Linked DNA regions of Sus scrofa: regions 2 and 3 are each linked to region 1. Evidence: chromatin contacts called from public HiChIP or PLAC-seq and promoter capture Hi-C data. All regions are on one chromosome and are shown on one strand. Each heading gives the region's core, a stretch centred on a gene start, on an enhancer-like site or on the middle of the called end of the contact. The rest is flanking DNA. Distances are from core to core; before and after follow the strand shown. Region 1 holds the start of ATP2C1 (calcium-transporting ATPase type 2C member 1). Region 2 holds the start of PIK3R4 (phosphoinositide 3-kinase regulatory subunit 4). Region 3 holds the start of ASTE1 (protein asteroid homolog 1).

What was found. Promoter capture Hi-C pulls out the DNA fragments that hold promoters and counts their contacts. HiChIP or PLAC-seq counts read pairs in DNA pulled down with a chosen protein or histone mark.
Region 2: a promoter capture Hi-C map of liver shows a contact between it and region 1, with 5 times the contacts expected there. The contact joins the promoter of PIK3R4 here to the promoter of ATP2C1 in region 1. A contact is called at or near these places in 2 of 5 promoter capture datasets (fetal liver and liver), 5 of 47 Hi-C or Micro-C datasets (embryonic fibroblasts, epiblast stem cells, fibroblasts and 2 more) and 1 of 2 datasets of contacts at active chromatin or transcription factors (alveolar macrophages).
Region 3: a contact with region 1 is called in an H3K27ac HiChIP or PLAC-seq map of alveolar macrophages. The contact joins the promoter of ASTE1 here to the promoter of ATP2C1 in region 1. A contact is called at or near these places in 1 of 47 Hi-C or Micro-C datasets (embryonic fibroblasts) and 1 of 2 datasets of contacts at active chromatin or transcription factors (alveolar macrophages).

The regions. Positions count from the first base shown.
Region 1 is chr13:1,577,984-1,581,626 of Sscrofa11.1, reverse strand. ATP2C1 (calcium-transporting ATPase type 2C member 1) reads left to right here and starts at 1,592. Exons shown (of 28, transcript XM_013990075.2): 1 at 1,592-1,818.
Region 2 is chr13:1,729,174-1,732,816 of Sscrofa11.1, reverse strand. PIK3R4 (phosphoinositide 3-kinase regulatory subunit 4) reads right to left here and starts at 1,829. Exons shown (of 20, transcript XM_021071332.1): 1 at 1,320-1,829; 2 at 1-628. The coding sequence starts at 584.
Region 3 is chr13:1,433,785-1,437,427 of Sscrofa11.1, reverse strand. It overlaps ASTE1 (protein asteroid homolog 1), which reads right to left and starts at 1,714. Exons shown (of 5, transcript XM_021071325.1): 1 at 1,556-1,714; 2 at 1-268. The coding sequence starts at 247. It overlaps NEK11 (serine/threonine-protein kinase Nek11), which reads left to right and starts at 1,738. Exons shown (of 15, transcript XM_021071328.1): 1 at 1,738-1,887.

The sequences.
Region 1 (3,643 bases), core at 343-2,842:
AATTATTTCAGATATAAGCCATGGAGTGATAAATCTTGGGGGGAGTGTGTTCAGTTAGGGATTCAGTGTTAAGGTGTATTGCGGTACCCAAGGGATAATTCTGAAAAGTTGTCTTAAAGTGTTTGAGCTCATTAAAGCAATGCAATAGAAAACTACCCTCTTTTGTAAGATCATATGCTAGTAACAATGTCTGTATCTGTACAATTCCTATTTTAGATGCCTTCTTGTGTTTTCAGTGTGATGCTGTGGTGTCAAGATCCAATAAGTATGGTAATAATCACTACAAAGTGATTACAACATTGAGCAAAATACAGCACATTCTTTGTTGTAACAATCATAGGCTTACATGCATCATTAAGGCTAAATCATTAAGCCTGCAAGCCAGAGGTAGGTCATATAAAATAACTCTGAGACTTGAGGTCTGCTTCATCCTGATTTTTATGGTTTCACATTTGAAATTTAAGGCGATCTCGCCAAATAAAATCTCAATGTCTCTTAAAATCCAGAAAGCTGCCTAGGGTTTTTGATCCTAGACCAGTTCTGCTTAATTTGGGACCAAACAGAACAGCTAACACGGTCCACTGCCTATTTTGACGTTGAACATGTGGTCAGAGAGCACACTGGGATGTGTCACAGGACCTGAGAAAAGGGGCAAAATTTTCAATGGGTGTTAATGTTGACTGAGAGAAGTATCTCCAGCATATAGGGAAGTCTCCCGCGATCTCCCGAGTTCTTTGCAGGATGCCCTGTAACTCAGCAGGTGTAGACCTGCCCTCTAGTGGATTTGTTTGCAAGAGGACTTGGGTTCCATGGCTGCTGTCTGGCTTGACAGGGTTTATTAAACTCAATTGTCCATCAAAAGTGACTTATTGGAAGTCTGGACTAGGTGCTGAGCAAATAAACCGCGCCAGTTGCTGAAGGTAATGCCCACTTTCCAGCTTCCATCTGGGAACGCTAGGCTTCTGCTTGTTCCAGCCTCGAGGGTTTCACACTTGGGACAAATGAGAAGCGCTCCGCTGAGCTCTCGGGGGCCGGTCTGAGCCCTCTTTCCGCGCGGGTCCCGAGCGCACCCCCAGAGCGGTAGAAGTTTGGGAATTGGCCCCGCCCGAAGGTCCGCTTAGAGAAGCCGTGACGGGTCGGCACCAGAGACCGCGGCCCCCGCGTCGCCCGCCGGGATTATGACGGCCTCACGCGGGAGGGGCTCCCAGCCGCTTCATCGGGCGCTCAGGCACCTCGGGTGGCCGCGACCATGGCTGCGCCTGCCCGCTCGGCCCGACCCCGCGGCAGCCTCCTGAGGGCGTGCGGCCGGCGCGGGGAAGCGGGAGGCTCGCCGCTGCTCGCACCCGGTGGGTGCGTAGAAATGGTAGAGAATCAGGTTTCTGCGGTCGGGGGTGGGCCGCCGCTGCAGGGCAGGGGGCCCAGCAGGCAGCCGCACCGCACGGCCGCAGCCCCGTCGCCCGCGGTGCACACGGCCGGGCCTTCATCCACTTCCGCCGTCCCCGCCCCGGCGTGAGAGTGCGCCTGCGCGCGTGCCCCGCGCGGCGGAAGTGGCCGCGACAAAGCTGGGCCTGTGGGGGCCAGGGTGCGGGGCGGTCCCGGGGTGCGGGGCGCGCCGGGGCGGCGGGGAGGGCGGAGCGCAGGAGGCGGAGGCGGGAGCCGACCAGCTCGGCCTCGCTGAGCGCCGGGCTGCCCGGGCCGGGTCCCCTCACCTGCTCCCCTTCCCGCCCCGCCCGCCCTCCCTCCCTGTCGCCGCCTTCACGCCTCGAGAGGCGCCCGCCCGGCGCCGCCGTTCGGCGAGCTGCTCCCGCGAGCCCGCGGGTGAGTCCCCCGCATCCCGGAGAAGGGGTTGGGGGGGCGGCTGGATTACCTCCGGTCCCCCGTTTCTAGAAACTTCCAGGTCTTGGGAGCTGTGTCCGGGGTACCGGGATGGGGGCGCCGCCCAGCCCCGCGGGCGTGAGCAGGGGGATGCGGGCGGCCGGGGTCGGCGCGCTGGGGTCCCTCCCCGCCCCGGTCAGCGCCGCTTCTCCGCTTTCTCTTGCAGATGCTGCTGCTAGGGGTGGTGGGCGCAGCCGCGGGCCGCGTGGCCGGGAGCGGGGGTGACGGCCTGGGATTCCGGGGGCTTCTCTTCTCGTCCTCCTCTTCTCCCTATTCCCAGTGTGGCCGTGGCTGACACTAAAGACTTTGTAGCCACCAACCCAAGTGCAGTTTCGATGGAAGATGAAGGTAAAGGCCCCCGGCAGGCGGGTTGCAGCGCGGAGTTGAGGGTGTGGTGGTTGGCTGTTAAGTTGTCTTTCTCTACCTTTTTATTTCTCTGATTTTATTTTTTCCCTTTGATTGTGAAGTGTCCAAGTAGTTGCTTCCATAGGGTTTCTGGATTTTATCTTGGTACAGTGGGGGCGTTTCGGAAATTAAGGTTCTGTAGGGTGACGGAGCTTGATTCTGCTTTCCCAAGGAACCCGCTTTCTTTACCTTAGGGGATGGAAAGGAAGTTTTCATTTCAGATGGCATCTCTGCTTTGCTTCCCGAGCTCTTTGAGAGACACCACTCTAGGGGAAGTGGAAATGGAGAGGGAAGACCCTGCGCTGCATCCCTGTGTATTTGCATGTCAAGTCTTAATGTGGTTTAACTCGTTTTTTTAAGAAAGAAAGTGGCTTTTTAATAAATACATCTTTGGGGAAAAGAGAAATAATGTTTTTCAGTTAACAAAAATCAGCTCTGATATTAACGAAATATGATGAGGTGATTTCCTTTCTTAAAGTTCCTCATTTGAAAACATGCTTTAGGAGGTTGACGGTGGAACCTGTTTGTCCACTGAACTCTGCAAATGCCCTGGATTATCATCATATGTTACTTGATTCCTTGGCCCTCATTAGAATATTTAATGCTTTTCATACACGGCACTGATTATCTCTGAAAAGCAATGAACAACTCTGAATAAATGCCTTTTTCTCCTTCTAAAACACATATTCTTTGGACTGAATGCGATAGTCTTTTTTATTCACTTTTTTTTCCCTTAAATGGGGCTGAAAGATGCTGTAAAAGATATTTACAAATTACAGTTTGTCCTCATGGAACAGACTTGTGGTTGCCAAGGGGGAGGGGGGAGGCGGTGGGATGGAGTGGGAGTCTGGGGTTAGTAGATGGAAACTTATATTTAGAATGGATAAGCAAGGAGGTCCTGCTGTATAGCACAGGGAACTATATCCAATCTCTTGAGACAGAACATGATGGAAGATAGTATGAGAAAAAGAATGTGTGTGTATGTATGACTGGGTTACGTTGTACAGCAGATACTGGCACAACATTGTAAATCAACTATACTTCAATAATAATAATAATAAAAAGGATGCCCAACCAGTTTAAAAAAATTGTTCTCATGTATCTTTGGTTTTAAAAATCTATATCTGGTATAGAGGAGCTTCAGTTAGGGTTTGCTGGCTGCTTTCTAATTTGTTTTTCCATTGTTGTAAATGTAAGCTTGAGTGTCCTAAGTAGGACTAGTCCATTATAAAATAGGTGTTTCTTATATGCAGTAATTTGTTTTGCTGAGACCCCTGGGATATGTGGGAAATATGATGAGAAGCATGATTACCTTGCTTAATTTACTCTGGACAGATAGGTTATTGGTGGAAGACATTTTCTG
Region 2 (3,643 bases), core at 580-3,079, 150 kb before region 1:
CAAGTCCTCCTCCGTGAAGTGTCAAAAAAATAGTTGAAATCTGCTGGGTTGTCCTCTGGAAGATAAGTGGGTTTAAAACTGGCAAAATCAGTTAGAAGGACCCAATTCCAACTGGTGACCATTACATTCTCAGTCTTGATGTCCCCATGACGCACTCCAGATTTGTGTGCTTGCTCCACAGCAGTTAGGATCTGGAAAGCGATCCAGCGCTTCTCGATGTTATTTAAGAAGGGACGGGTGCTGATTCGATCATAGAGGTTGTCTCGCACATACTGCCTAAAGAGCATGGCTGCTTTCTCAGATGCTTTTTCCACTGCTTTCTGGAAAGGCAGACAGTTCTGTGCAGAATGAAGCCTGATTTTCAGTTCCTCCAGCTCTTGTTTATAGCTGGTTAGAGGCAATGTGGGATCTTGAATTGCAAAGACCTTCACAACCACCAGGCCCTCTCGGTGTTTTGCTCGAGCAACTTTAAAGAAACGAGTACTCCCCAGACTCTTATCATATTCGAAGTCATGGATGTCTGAGAAATAACTCTCCACAGAAAGAATCTGGGAAGGAGCAATGCCAGCGAGCTGGTTTCCCATAATGGCAGCAGGCACCTCTGCGTCAGTAAGTTAGGATACAACACCTACTGAAAAAAAAAGGAAAGAGAAAAAGGGAAAAAAAAAAAAGCAATGAAACACCACTATTCATGCGGCCTCTTTCTAAATGATAGATGAACACCATTTCTCCTCCACCGAGAGCACTGTACTTAGCCTTCTAGGCAGCATCTAGCATTTCAAACATATTTATCTAAAAAGATCGTGATATTTTATGTTGTCCTTTCCAAGAGTTGACCTATATGGAAATAGGCCCCTTCAATATTACGTTGAAAACGGTAGAATGTGTGTTTTCTAATATTTGAAAATTTAATGAGCCTTTACTTCAGTATTGTTTGAGGCTGTAAGAGTCACAAAAGTACTATATGACAGTCTTTGTCCAAAAACCTGCAGTCTTGAATATAAAACCCAAATACCTTAAAAACTTAAATCTGAATAAGAATCGCCTATTACAAAAAGGTCGGGCTAAAAAAAAAAAAAATCCAAACACTCAGCATCTCCTGGGCCCTGCCGGCCTAATTCCATTGCCCCTTCCCACTCAGCTAACAGAAGGCAGAGTTGTTTGGTTTGTAACAGGGAAGAAACCCCAGCAGAAATGTTAAAGAAAAGTAAACCAAAATACCCATTTGCCAAACACAGCTCAGGGTTATCCTATCTCAGATTTTGCAGGGAATGAAAACACACATGCATACACGGCGGGGCACACACGCAAATATTTACCCTGGGGTTCTAGAAGGGTCACAAGCCAATCGCTCGCTCACGGTGAGGTCATGGCGAGTCACTCTGGGGTCTGGGCGGGGAAAGAAGTCAGCAGCTGCCGGGCGAGTCTTCTCTAAGAGGGGTCTTCCTTCAAAGGGGAGCAGGGGAGCCCCAGTCTCCACGACCCCTGCAGCCCACCGGGGAGAGGTGAGAAGTTCTCGGGGCCTCAGGAGATACAGGGCCAAGCTGAGAAGACCCCACCGACTCCAGCGACTCGCCCCGCCAGTCCCCTCCTCCGCCCCGGCAGCCACGCGCTGCCGCGCCTCGCCTTCCTCTGGAGCGGACCTGCACCCTTGCAGCCCTCTGACTCCTCGAGGGCTTCTCCACCCGCGGGAGGTGAAACCCGGGAGAGAGGAAGGTGGCCACGTCCTGGGAAACTCGGCTTCTCCAGCTGCAGACGCCGCAAAGCCGAACTCCCGGGAAAGCTGCCGGCTCTGACCTCACTTCCTGTCGCGGAGCGGAAGTGACCGCAGAGTGAGACTGGAGGAGGGCGAGTTGGGAGCTAGTTGCTAGGAAACGAGAGAGAGGCGTGGCCTCGCGCTGGGAACTTGGAGGAAGAAAACAGGATGCTAACACATCGGTCTACTCCCCATCCTGTTCTTCTACCGAATCCCTGAACTCTGAGGATTTCTGACATCCCTCAGAACTTATTCAGACGCCATTCAGCCAAGAACACCAGAACGGAGTCCTTTTGGAGAATTCACAGGCTTAAGAAAGTCAAGATATCCCAAGTCGAATTTTTTAAGAGCTTTATAGAGATAATTTACCTTCTATATAAAATTCATCTGTTTAAAATACACAAATCAATGTGTATTTATATATTTACATGGTTGTTCAATCATCCTTATAATCTAACTTCAGAACATTTTCCTGACCTCCAAAATGAAACCCTGTAGCTATTAGCTGTCACTGCTCATTCTACCAATTGCTCATCCCGCTCTGGGCCCTAGGCAACTACTAATCAATTTCTCTTTCTCGCCTATTCTGGACATTTTATATATATGGTATACAACATGTGGTCCTTGTGACTGACTTCTTTCACTTTCCTTTTTTTTTTTTCCTCTTTTTCTTGCGGGGGGAGGCACACCCTCTGCATATGGAGGTTCCCAGGCTAGGGGTCCAATCTGATCTGTAGCCACTGGCCCATGCCACAGCAACAGCCAGATCTGAGCCCTCTGCAACCTACACCACAGCTCACCCCAAGGCCAGACCTTAACCCACTGAGGAAGACCAGGGATCAAACCATCTTCATGGTTACTAGTCAGATTCATTTCCACTTCACCACAAGGGGAACTCCCTCACTTCACATTTTGAGGATTATCCCTTTTGTAGCTTCTATCAGAATTTCATTTCCTTTCATTGCCAAATATTCTATTGTATGAATATAAATTTTCTTTGTTCATTAGTTGATAGACATATTTTGTGTCCACTTTTTGGTATTAACAAATAATGCTGCTGTTCATTCATGTATAAGGCTTTGGGTGGTCATGTTTTCACTTCTCTTGAGTAAACACCTAGGAGTGCAATTGTAGACTCACATTGTAATTCTATGTTTAATATACTAAAAAACTGCCAAACTGTTTTCCAAAGTTGCTGTACCATTTCACATTCCTACTAACAATACATAAGGGTTCCAACTTCTCTATATGCTCATTGACACATGTTGTTATCTTTTTTATTATGGCAATCCTACTTGGTATGATGTAATATCTCATCGTAGGCTTTATTTGCAATTTCATAATAACTAATGTTGAGTGTATTTTCACATGCTTGGTGGTCATCTTTATATCTTCTTTGGATATATAAAATCCTTTATATATATTCAAAGCCTCTGCCCACTTTTAATCAGATAGTCTTTTGAATGTTGATTTTTTAAGAGTTTTTTACATATTATGGATGTAAGTCCCATATCAAATTTGCAAATAGTTTTTCTCTATGTTGTCTTTTTTTCTTTCTATTGGTGTCCTTTGAAGCACAAAATGTTTTAATCTGGAGCTGAATTTTTTTATTATCCCTGCAACATCCTCTCTACCATCTTCCCCATCTCAGTAGACAGTACTACTACCCACTAGATTCCTCAAACTACAAACTTGGAAGTCTTCTTCATCTTTGACATTTTTCTATTCATTCCCTCTTTCACCCACCCTATTCAATAATCACCTATGCCTGCTGATTCCACCTCCAAAATATGCTTGAAGCCAACCACTGCCATCTCTCCAGGGCATAGGCCAGGCCACCATCGTTGTTATGACGTCTGGACTCTGAAACCTACTCAGAAAAGGTAT
Region 3 (3,643 bases), core at 465-2,964, 140 kb after region 1:
CACATCCTCCATCTAATACAACATATGGGCAGATTTTACAAACAAAGAGTGCTTCAAAAAATTTTTGTACAACATCTGCAAAGGAATCATAGTCCCCTCCATACCGGAGCTCCAAGTTAGAATTGAAGCAAAGCCGGTGGAAGAGAGCATAGCCGTCAATGATTATTTTTGTGTCTCGTAACTTCAAGTCAGTGAAGAATTCATTGCTATGATCTTCCACAAAACTCATTAGTCCTCGGATACCCATGGCGATTGTCTGAAGAACTGCCTGTTTAAAAGGAGAGAACACACTCTGAATCCATATTGGTTATGGGAGACCAAGTCACTGTTTCCAGCACCATCAAATCAACAGCAAATGTTAGGAAGAGTTTTTTTTTTGTTTGTTTTGTTTTGTTTTTAGGGCCACACCCGTGGCATATGGAGGTTCCCAGCCTAGGGGTCCATTTGGAGCTGTAGCTGCTGGCCTACACCACAGCTCACAGCAACACTGGATCCTTAACCCACTGAGCAAGGCCAGGGATTGAACCTGTAACCTCATGGTTCCTAGTCAGGCTCATTTCTGCTGCGCCATGACAGGAACTCCAGGAAGAGCTTTTTAAGTAGAACACATTAGTTGTCACTATCTTAGTTCTTACCTAGATTCTCAGACAATACTAGCTAGCTGAGTGCTTTTTCGTTCCCACTTTCCCTGTATGTTGCTACGAGGCACAAACTCAGTGGGTTCATGGAGTCTGATCTTTGGACAGGGATGGATGTATACAACCTCTGCAGACCGCGATATTGAGACAATCACCATCCAACAACACAGGGGTCAAGTTCTGTAGGGTCAAAGTAAAAAGTCCCAAGTTATAAAAATGACATCCTCAATATCATAATTTAACCAGAAAGCACTGGGCTTCAGTTAACTAAAGTGTATAGGGACAATGATATGAATCCGGTTTTTCTATTTTGATAATCAGAGTCTGGGAATTGCTTTCAAGCCTTGGCTTGCGGGCCTGTCCTAATTAGCCCAGTTCTGAGTAAGGAAAACTACTGCTTCAAGCCTCCAGGAACTTAACCACGGGCGCTTCTCATCTGTGTTTGCATATGAGGCCAGTTACTGACACTATCCTTCCCCACTAGGCTAACTTAAGTCATAGGATCAGTATGACTAGTTTCTCCTTTGGTCTCAGGCGCCAGTATGGCTCAGCAGGGCATTGTTACCGATCCTATCTTTACTTAAAATCGTAAGATTTTGTCAAACATGTAATTTTTTTTGCATTAGTTTTGATTTTTAAAGATACTGAATTAGAATTTATTTATCTTGATTGCAGAGTTTTGGGGCTTCCCCTCACATTTAGTGCCCGACTCACTTCACCCCAGTCTCGGCCCTCTCTCTGTATAGTACCTATCTCTCTGCAAATCTGTTTTCTAAAGCAAACGGGGGCAGAGACCGGCGACGCACAAGTGGACCCAGCACAGGAGCCCAACCCCAAGAGCGGAACCGGAAGTCTTCGCGCATGATGTCAAGGGGGAGCTCCCGAGAACCCGGTTCCCAGAAGCCAGAGGCGCCTACCGCGCGGTGGGCTGAGGAGCTTCTAGGCCTGGCGCAAGACCGCTCGAGAAGGCTGGGAAGCACGGAGGCCGTCAGGTTAGGGAAGTGGGACCTGCTCCGCCGGCCCCCTTTTCCCCGCCCACCCGTGTCGGCGCCCACTTCCGCCTCGGTGACTCACTCAGGGCCGCCTCCCCGACTTCCCGGCACGCCCTGCGCCGTCTCCCTGGCAACAGCCCCCGACGCACTTGTCTGGGGCTCCGTAGCCCGGATGTGAGGCACCCCTCCGGCGTCCAGTTTCTAGCGGGACCTTGAGTGCCCTCCGCGCCGCCACCCTTCGCCCTCCTCCTGGAAAGGTACGCGAAGGCTCCTCGCGACACGCGAGCTCCAGTCCCCGGGAAGATGCCAGTTTCGGGGCCGCCTCTCCGCGCCTCCTCACTTCCCTCAGTTCTCATCTCCCGGGCCGGCTCCAGTCACAGGAGGATGTGTGGCTGGTGCCTTCTCTCTGTGTTATCCAGCTTGGCGATAATGTAAATTTAAAAAAGCAAAAAACAAAAAAACTCAAGGCAGAAAATTACTCGTTTAACCTCAGGTTAAGATTTACCTTTAAGGTTAGATTCCTGCTTTAACAAAATCTGGTGTCAGATCTGCTTTGTCTTGTCTGTCATTACCGAGGAAGAGACTCTGATAAACACTCCCCTCTCCTGTCTCTGCCCCCAGGTATGAAGTTCCACCCCAAGGGACAGTGTACAACTTTTTCCTGCTTCTCATTAAGTTTTCTTAGTCTTTCCCTCCCCTCACCACATAAACTTTCTCCCCCTTGAGCAGCAGCTGGTCTGCTGGACATTTATGCGCCCCAACAGAGTTTGCTGAACACGTGTCCTACTATGTGCGGGTCACGGCGGGTACAGGGGTAAAGGTGTGATTCCTTCACTACTTCTGTGAGGTGGGGTCGAGGGAACGCTGGCCAGTGACCAAGTGGTTCGTTCTCGGGTGGCTCTGTGATTGCACAGAAGAGACTGATGGAGTGAGTGGCCCAAAAGAGGGCTGAGGAGGGGTCAGCCCGGCTGCCACTGTGAAGAGGGAGCCTAGTTCTGAAGTGCTCTGTGGCCCTGGCCACACTGCGTAGACACTGCTGGGCTTACAGGCTCATTTGCAAAGGAGAGCCTTCACAGAGCTATTCTCACCTTTCATAGGCAGGGACCTTGATCTCATCTCTGCAATTAGGGGGATTGCTGAAACGGTCCTGTTGGTTGAAAAGGCTTTGAGTCTGTACATTTTTCTTAACAGCTTACTTTGGCCAGAAAGTATCACTTTTATGCTAGCAGAGGACGCTAACAAAAGATATCCTGGGAGCCCAGCTCTCCAGTTGTTTTTTCCAGCAGTAGATTTCACTAATTTTCTGTGATCTTGATAATACCACATAATTCAGGGATTTTGAGATACGGGTCCCAGGTCTGAAGTTCCAACCTAGGTCTAATGTTTTAGTATTGTGATGATCACATAGCCACTCAGGTAGCTCGGTTCCTTCCTTCCTCCCTTTCTCCCTTCGTTGGTTACTAGTTTCTGTCTCACTGGCTTCAGGTGAAACTTAACTGATGAATACCCTACTTCAAGAAGAGAAATGCTGTAAATGAACATTTCCTTGTTTATTTTCTGTTCTGAGAATGAAATTGCCACCACCATGATGAAGCCTGTTGGCCATGTACCTCAAACTATGCAGATAACATCTTGTTTTGTCATTATACACAGTATAATGTATACTGATGAAAGGCCAGTCGAGTGAAAATCCCCCTCGTCCGGACTCGGGAGAGGCGACACCCCAAATCACTCACGAGAAGCGGTCTTGATGCAAACAGCAAGAGGATTTTTATTCCAAGCGCGCTGGGGCCCACAGTCGTACGCCACGCAGGGGTAGAGGACTGCGGCGGCGAGTGTGGAGTCGGGACAGCTTTTATGGGGTTCACAACAAAGCCCGCGCTTTTACAAACTAATCATTTTAAAATATCACAAACCAGTCAATTCAAAACTTCGAGAGCCCGCGCTTTGTGGCCCAATTAATTTTAAGTTGTTCTGGAGTTACGTGTTTGTGCCTGTCCCTGGGCGGGGGAG